Linked DNA regions of Mus musculus: all the other regions are linked to region 2. A link is a contact called in public Hi-C and HiChIP or PLAC-seq data. All regions are on one chromosome and are shown on one strand. Each heading gives the region's core, a stretch centred on a gene start, on an enhancer-like site or on the middle of the called end of the contact. The rest is flanking DNA. Distances are from core to core; before and after follow the strand shown.

Region 1 (2,700 bases), core at 57-2,556, 150 kb after region 2:
GTACCCTAGTCTTACCACATCTTATCCTTTGTTTTGGCATGTGCTTTTCCTTCTGTTCTGTCTAGTAAAAATTAATATGGGGTAGATTTCCTAATACAACCAAAGTATGGGGAGATGGCTCAGTGATTAAGAATACTGGCCAGTCTCACAGGAACCTAGGTTTGGTTCCTCGAACCCACATGGTAGCTCACAAATATTTCAGTTCCAGGGAATCTGATAGCTACTTTTGGCTTGCATAGGTACCAGACACATATGCAGTGTCCAGACCTACATACAGGTTGAATATCTATACATAAAGAAATAAATATTTAAAAACAGCCAGGTGGTGGTGACACATGCTTTTAATCCCAGCACTCAGAGGAGGCACAGGCAGGTAGATCTCCGAGTTCAAGGCCAGTCTGGTTTACAGAGTGAGTTCCAGGCCAGCCCGGGCTACATAGAAAAACTCTGTCTAGAAAAAACCAGAAAACCAACCAAGCAACCAAACCAAAACTGTTCTGTGGATTAGAAGCAACGTGTCTGGCATAGTGGTGCACATCTTTGGTCCCAGCACTAGGGAGAGACAGAGGGATCTCTGTGATTTTAAGGTTAGCCTGGTCTACAGATGGAGTTCCAGACCAGTCATGGCTAACTAGTGAGACCCTGTCTTTAAAAAGCTATTTAGGGCAAAAGTCAGATGTTTAATGTTTTTGCTGTTGTTTTTCATTTTGATCTGGTTTTCTTTGAGACAGGGTCTTGGCCCTCCGGACTCAGTTTCTCAGTGCTGGGCTTACACCCACCATACGAGAGCCACTGACACTTTTCCTTGTAATGACAGTCTTGCAGTTTTAATTTCCCTCATGCTTTGCACACCCCTACCCCTCTCACAATGTAGCAAAAGCTGGTCTTGAACTTGCAACCTTCATCCTTTTGAGTGCTAGGATCACAGCTGTGAATACTCTGGCTACCACACATTTCCTTCCTGCTTCCATATTTGAAGATCTGGACTCTGGGCTTTTAAATTACCTTTTTTTTATTTAGAAAGGTCAACCTGGCATTTAGGATCCACACTGAACACCTTCTTCCAGTCTATATAGTCTTCATTTCTTGCTTCTTTCCTAACTTCCGTATCCACTGCCCCCACCCCCACCCCTGTGTCCTCACACAGGAGCTAAGCTGGCTGAGCTCCAGGGATCATAAATCTGTCCCTGCCAGCCCTTAGGTCACCAATGCTCACTGCCGTGCCCGGCCTTACAGTGGGTGCTGGGATCTGACTTGAGACCTCACGCTTGCATAGCAGGTGCCTTACCCACAAGCCATCTCTTTAGCCCTCAGAATCACTTCTTAAGAGGAAAGACTAATGCCACAGAGTTCTTCCTTTGTTTGCATTTCAGTAGTATTCACTTCCCTATAGAAAGCACTGAGCTATCTAGAACATAGTATTCTACTCTAGGGAAGAAAAAGCTAAACACTCCAGTAATAAGTGGTTAGACTCTTTTGAGTACAACAAATGAAAACAGCTTCTTTGTAGACAAGTGTTTTCTGAGCAGGGTGGGGGTGGCACATGCCTGAAATCCCAACACTCTAGAGGCTGGGTAATAGGACTGCCTTCAGTTTGAAGTCAACTGTGCTACGATAATGAGGGGTGTAGGGGTGTCTGTGTGTGTGTGTGTGTGTGTGTGTGTGCGCTCGCGCACGCAAAAAGGTATTTTCAGTTGTTTTATCTAAGAAGTGTCCATGAAGATTTTTAACAAATACAATTGAGAATTGGTAAAATAAAATTCAAACAGTGAAAATGGCCTTGGAGCAGGAGCTGAGCTAAAATGGGCCCCTGAGATGGCTCGGCAAGGTGCTTGCTGCCAAATCTGATGACCTGAGTCTGGTCCCCACGGCCCTCGTGGTAGGAAGAGAACTGGCTGCTGATGGTTGGCCTTCTGACCTCCACAGTGGAACACAAGAGTACACTCGTGTACACACACAATTAGTAACTGTAATCAACCTTGCTTGGGGCTGATGGGCTGAGGGGGTGGCTCAGATCACACAGCGCTTATGCAAGCACAGTGACCTGGGCCTGATCCCCAGCACCCACGCTAATAAATGAACTGGGCACGGTGATGTACACTTTGTTACCCCACTGCTGGGAAGGCAGAGATGGGAGGATCCCCGGGAGCATTCTGGCCAACCAGCCTAGATTAGTCAGCAAGGCCCAGGTCCTAGTAAGAAATCCTGTCTCAAAAGGTGATCAGCCCCTGGGAAACAGTGCCAGAGGTTAGCCTCTGTCCTCGCTCTCCCAACACACAAGGAAAATAGGATCTAATTTTACTAAGAAGCTTTTGATATCAGAATTCTTTTTTCTATATTTGTGTGAGAGATTGAACCCAGGGATTCATTAGCTCTACCACTAAAATATATTCCAAGTCCCACAAACTGTTCCCTCCCTCCCTCCCTCCCTTCTTTCCCCCTGTCCCTCCCCCCTCCCCCCTTTATCTGTTTGGTGTTTTGAGACAGGGTTTCTCTGTGTGGCCCTGACTAACCTGGAACTAGCTTTGTAGACAAGGCTAGCCGTGAACTCAGAGATCTGCCCGCCTCTGCCCTCTGAGTGCTGGGATCAAAGGCGTGCACCACCACTGCTACATCTATTCATTTCTTTAAAAATTGTTAAAGTGCATTCTTTAAAGATTTCCGAAGTGTATTGATTTTGATATTAACCCCTCACTACTC
Region 2 (2,790 bases), core at 244-2,743:
TAACACAGAATTATGTCCCCAAACTTCTTTTTACTTCTTATTTTGAGACAAGGTGTCACTAAGCTGCCCAGGAAGGCCTCAAACCTGACATCCTCCTGCCTCAGCCTCCTGAAGAGCTGGGGTTACAGGTCTATATTGCTGGGTCTAGCCAATAACTGCTTCTGAGGTTAGTGGATGAATACATTCAATGTTTTTTTTTTTTTTTTTTTTTTTTTAAGCAGCGTGTGACATATTAACAAAGTAGCTCTCTGTAGACATCTAGGTCTGACCATCCCAGCTAATAAGTCTGAGCCAAGGCACTTCACACATTCGTCCCCGTTATCTAGCATTTGCTTGCCTGAGACCACATGCCTTGAAAGGGTCTTGTTAGTGTGTCACGATTCCAGAACACAAATAGCCCTTGATCCAAGTTTGTGGAGTCGGCCTTGGAGCTAAATATGCCTCACTGACATGTTTTATTTGGCCCACAGAATGCTGCCTCTTTTTTTTTTCCTTTCTTTCTTTTTAAGCTACATTAGCTGCCAACACTTCAAAAGAAAGAGACTTCACGGAAGAACCCAGACTCCCAGCTCTTTAGAAACTGAAAGATCTGGTAATGCAGGTGCGCGGTGTCGTTAAACTCATAACCACCCATGGCTCCGCAGCTGTTGCCTCCTTAGCTGAGCCGTGTGTCCTCCTCCACCACAGCATCCACCGCTCCTTCCATCCTGATCCTTTCTGTTCCCAGGCAGGTATCCTGTATGCCTAGCCTTTCCGTAGCCATTTGTACTTAAGATCCTGTACTGTGGTGGGGTGTCATGTGCTACCGAGGCCCCTAACCTCCAGCACTAGCTGGTAACGCTACTGTGTCTCATCTCCCTGCTTGAAAACAGATGTGCACACAGGTATGGTGGCACATTCCTGTAATCTCAGCAGCTGGGCACCGAGGCAGGAGAATCTCTGTGACTTCCAGGCCAGCCTGGTTTACATAGTGGAGTTCTAGAGCTACATAGTGAGGCCCTGTCTTGGAGGAGGAGGAGGAGGAGGAGGAGGAGGAGGAGGAGGAGGAGGAGGAGGAGGAGGAGGAGGAGTCAAGGCACAAAGGCTTGATTGCGCTGCGTGAGACCCTGTCTCAAATAAACAAATCATTATTTAAAAGGATAAAACTGGAAAGGCTGGCAGAGCTATCTGACTGGCACCTGCTCTTTCCTTTTTCTAACAAGCCTCCCTTCCCATCAGCTCCATCCGCCCACCTCATTGCCAGGCTGTTATTTCCCTTAAACCTAGGGTACCTTCTTCCCAGCTCCCCCCGCTTCCTTCCTCTCTCAGTAAACAAGCACGTTGGTCCCCCTCTGCCTTCAGAGTTTTACCGTTAATCACGGCGGGGGAACAGACAGGAAATAACAACCGGGACGTGGCGAAGTTTAAGACGACTTGCCAGTCTTAGTCACAGCCCTGGTGCCCTGAAATGAGCGCACCTGGAAGAGCGCTCCTCCCTTTGCGAGCCTCTCAAAGCAGGTAGGATGGGCAGAGAGGGGCTGTACAGTGCCGCCGAGAACAGCGGGAGAAGCCCTGCCTTGACTGGGAGCAGCCGTTAGGTGGCAGCACAGGGCACGTCTTTCCAGGTCTTTCCACAACGGATGGGCCAAAGTGAGGCACCGAATTTTCTAGGAAGGGATAACCTAGAACCATATCAGGGCAGGCATTTGGGCTGAGACCAGCGAAAAGTGAGTCAGCCAAGACTCCCCGTGACACCGTGCTGTCTGGCAGCCAGCTGGGGCACGCGGGTGTCTGCTTCCTCTGGTAGAAGATTCTACGGCAGACCTTAGGCCCAATAGAATATTTTCACCCTGACATCTAGATTTTAACTTTTATTTTAATGTTTTTTTCCCTCTCTCTAGTTTTGTTTTTTGTTTCTTTGAGATAGCATCTCATGTAGCCCAGGCTGGCCTCAGACTCCCTCTGTGATCAGGAATGACCTTAAATGACGGATCTCATTGCTTCTGCCTCCAAGGGCTGAGCTTAAATGAATGCCACACGACACCTCGATCTTAAAGGCAAGCCATCCGAAGCCCAGACATTGGCCTGCCCTCCTGTTGGTTCTGTGCTGGGAACCCATTCCAGTGTGGGTATGGCTTCACTAGTGCCAGCCGAGTATATGTCTGTCCTCTGGTTTCAAAGTATTAATGGACGTCTACTTGGTATAACTAAAGTACTATTAACTTGAGCCAGGCATGGTGACATAGGTCTGGAATCATCCCTAGGGAGGTGGAGGTAGGAGGTTAGAAGTTCAAAGCCAGCCTCATCTACATAGTTGGCTATGCAGCAAATTCAAGGTCAGCTTGGGCTACATGATAGCCTGTCTCTGGGGTAGGGAGTTGGGGGACTAATTTGATTTTTCCTAGTTTCTAGTGTGAAACTAGGGGGAGAATCTTTGCACGTGGTAGAGTGGGCTTATGGGACACGGGTAAAGAAAAACAAGCTTTCTTTCTGCCTCCAGCTACCTATCCACTTGGGAGAAACGTGAGAGCCTATAGTCCAGATAGCGGGAGTCTGCAGCCTCAGCGCTCCATGCTGAATGGAATGCAAGCCTTTTTAGGGAACTAGCTGGTACAATCGTGCCTCTTATCAAGAGTGGCCTAGCATTACAGGGCCGGGCCATGCACACCCAAAATAACTCACCAGTCCTCTCAAATGACATTAGTAAAACCAAATGTATTCCTAGAATTTAAACACAGGCTCAAACAACTGCCCCCGTAACAAAACCGTGTTCTCAGACTTCAACTAATTTAGGGGACAGGTCAGTGATCA
Region 3 (2,724 bases), core at 204-2,703, 190 kb after region 2:
TTAGATGTTAGCTCCCCAGTGGGGGAGCCCAAGTCCTCTTCCTTCCCATCGATAGCCACTTCATACAACTTTGCTGCTGCAGAGATCCACTTCTGGTAAGTGGGCAGTTCAAAATGGGAAGGCTGTGGGTTCCTGCCCACACTGTCATCAAAACCTTTTTTGCTTAGGACCAGCTCCACGTGCTGCCACAGGAATTCTCGAAGAGTGAAATCCACTAGCTGGCCTGAAGAACTCGAGGTGCTGCTATCAATGTGGAAGGAGAGCTGTTGGCGGCTGTGCTGTCTCATCGCTTGGTACCGCCTAGGTCCAGAAAGGGGTGCGGGCACCAACAACGATTCTGGGTCTTTCACGGTACAATGGCTCCTAAGCTGGTCCAGCAACATGCCAATTGGGTCCTCCTCCTGGCTTCCGGGGACTATGTACACAAAAGCTTGGTTGGCAGGTACCGTAAAGAGGCAGTTGATACTCTGATTAGTCAAGACTCGACTCTTGCGAAAGATTCTATAGATCTGGTCCTCCAGGGCATGCTGCAGCCTTCTTTTGGGAGAGTGCTTCTTGGGTTTATCTGGATGAGCTGTATCCTGGCTCCGAGGCGGTTCCACCTTAAGGGCCCCATTGAGTTGAAAGAGGAAGAGGAGTCTAGGTGGGCAAGGTCGGCAGTTTAACTTCCAGTCTTTGCCAACTGGGCAATCCTTAATGGCTGTTTTGAGGAGGGGTAGTACTTTCTGTCTCAGTCCATCCAGGGCTCTGAATACACGATCATAAGTGATGTCAAAGGAACACGTCGGATGGACCAGGAGCAAGATATGACAGACAGAGAAGAGGTAAAGGAGGCTGAGACACTGTAACTTCTCCTGATGCTTCCAGAACTCGTGTGTTTCTGCATGAGGTAAAGAGAGGCCCCCTCCGGCTTCACCGCTCTGGAGGGCCCGACAAGCACGCAGAAGCTGTGAGTTGTCACAGATGGAAGTGAGAATAAGATACAGAACTTTGCTTTCCTGATTGTAATAGGCCTGCAAAAGACTGAAGTCCTGGGGACCTGGCTCAGCTCGGTTACCTTCCGCCGTAGCCATACCTCCGCGAAGTGAATCCCCGGCTGCAGCCCCGGGGTCTCCGGCTCCTCCCGCCTCTCCGACAGAGACAGCTTTGGTCTTGATTCCAGTTCCTGGATCTCCAGGATCCTGATGGTGAAAGAGTGGGAAAACCTGTCGATCGCACACAGTATTCACCAGAGAGAACTTCTCGGAGTTGAGGCGCAGAGCCGTCTTGCCGAAGATTCCCACCACGCAGATCTCATCCTCCCTCCACGGGGGCTCGGGCGTGCCAGCCGCGTTTCCCCCGCCTTCAGCGGAGGGGCCTCCAGGACTCTCAGAGCCCAGCCAGGCCGACGCCCCCATGAGCAGCTCGCGCAAGCTGACCGGCCCCGCCATGGCGGAGAAAGAGCTTCCTCTAGCGTTCTTCCGGTCCCTCGCTGATCCCAACCCACCCGGTCCTATTGTGAAATCCCTCCTCCGCCTGTTAGTCCTTGAGTTCCGGGTGTCTGTCCCTCCCCCCAACACTCCCTTCCACCCCTTTGCCTTTTCGTGTCCCTTGCAAGGTCTTAGCGCTACGTTTACTCAACTCGAGTTTAAGATATCGAAAGCTAGATTGGTTGCCGTTTCAGTTTTAAAGAATACGCCAAAACCCACAACAGTTCCAACTGATTCTTCTAACAGCTCAGCGTGGGTGGTTGATCATACTCTCACCTTTTCTGAAGACTGAGGCAGGAGAATTTCTTAATTTCTTTTTCTTTCTTTCTTTCTTTCTTTCTTTCTTTCTTTCTTTCTTTCTTCCTTCCTCCTTCCTCCTTTCCTCCCTCCCTCTCCTCTCTCTCTCCCTCTCCTTCCTTCCTAACTTCCTTCCTTCCTTCCTTCCTTCCTTTCTTCCTTTCCTCCTTTCTCCCCCATGCCCCCATTCTACCTCTTAAATGCTGCGATTAAAAGCATGCACCACTACCACCCAGCAAGGAAGAAGGATTCTTGAGCACAGCAGCTGTGCTAGCCTGATAACATACCAAGACCCTGTCTCCATAAAGAAAAGAAAACAAAAAAGAAAGGACAGGAGGGAGGAGCGAGAGCACCAAACACATTGTTGCACTTCTGTGATTCCAACATTCAGATATTGCTCTTACAGAGAAAAGGAGCTCTTGTTTTGCAGCACCCATGGCCTGCAAAACACACACACACACACACACACACACACACACACACACACACACTCCAAAATTAATCTTTAAGAAATAGAAGACGTGGAGGTGGAGAGCTACGTGTCTAGTATGCAGGAAGTCCTGTGTTCTATCCTCAGCACCAGTATAAACTGGGTATAGTGGCCCATGCTGCAAACCCAGCACTTGGGAGGTGCCAGAATGATTAGAAGTTCAAGATCATCCTGAGCTATGTCTCAAATTCAATGCCAGTCTGAACTGTAAGAAAACTGTAAGTCGTGGTGGCACGCTCCTTTAATCCCAGCACTCCGGAGGCAGAGGCAGGCGGATTTCTGAGTTCAAGGCCAACCTGGTCTACAGGACAGCCAGAGCTACACAGAGAAACTCTGTCTCGAAAAACCAAAAAATAAAAAAATCTGTTTCAAAACAAAAAGATAAACATCAACAAAAGAATTGTAGAAAATTCTAGGGAGGCAGAGGCAGGTGGATCTCTGAACTGAATTTGAGGCCAGCCTGGCCAA

What was found. A called contact is a pair of places that touch in the nucleus more often than the background predicts. HiChIP or PLAC-seq counts read pairs in DNA pulled down with a chosen protein or histone mark.
Region 1: a Hi-C map of bone marrow-derived macrophages shows a contact between it and region 2, with 25 read pairs. The contact joins two enhancer-like sites. A contact is called at or near these places in 1 of 484 Hi-C or Micro-C datasets (bone marrow-derived macrophages) and 2 of 115 datasets of contacts at active chromatin or transcription factors (embryonic stem cells and intestinal crypt epithelium).
Region 3: an H3K4me3 HiChIP or PLAC-seq map of bone marrow-derived macrophages shows a contact between it and region 2, with 3 times the contacts expected there. The contact joins the promoter of Smg8 here to the enhancer-like site in region 2. A contact is called at or near these places in 16 of 39 promoter capture datasets (the 3T3-L1 cell line, 3T3-L1-derived adipocytes, the C10 cell line and 9 more), 1 of 15 datasets of contacts at CTCF or cohesin (the NIH/3T3 cell line), 16 of 484 Hi-C or Micro-C datasets (the Ba/F3 cell line, the G1E-ER4 cell line, the HL-1 cell line and 11 more), 13 of 115 datasets of contacts at active chromatin or transcription factors (the 230-238 cell line, the SCID.adh cell line, T-cell acute lymphoblastic leukemia and 9 more) and 4 of 9 other capture datasets (adipose tissue, liver, macrophages and 1 more).

The regions. Positions count from the first base shown.
Region 1 is chr11:87,038,210-87,040,909 of GRCm38.p6, forward strand. All of the region lies in intron 7 of Gdpd1 (glycerophosphodiester phosphodiesterase domain containing 1), which reads right to left. Among named protein-coding and RNA genes, the nearest start is that of Gdpd1, 35 kb to the right of the region's middle. Within about 2 kb of position 1,307, at least 57 of the 459 cell types and tissues checked have an H3K27ac peak or open chromatin away from gene starts, as enhancers often do. A contact at or near this core is called in bone marrow-derived macrophages, where this site is marked.
Region 2 is chr11:86,892,793-86,895,582 of GRCm38.p6, forward strand. No RefSeq gene overlaps it. Among named protein-coding and RNA genes, the nearest start is that of Gm33742, 26 kb to the left of the region's middle. Within about 2 kb of position 1,494, at least 152 of the 459 cell types and tissues checked have an H3K27ac peak or open chromatin away from gene starts, as enhancers often do. A contact at or near this core is called in the Ba/F3 cell line, the G1E-ER4 cell line, the N1E-115 cell line and 10 more, where this site is marked.
Region 3 is chr11:87,085,324-87,088,047 of GRCm38.p6, forward strand. Smg8 (smg-8 homolog, nonsense mediated mRNA decay factor (C. elegans)) reads right to left here and starts at 1,454. Exons shown (of 4, transcript NM_024262.1): 1 at 1-1,454. The coding sequence starts at 1,430.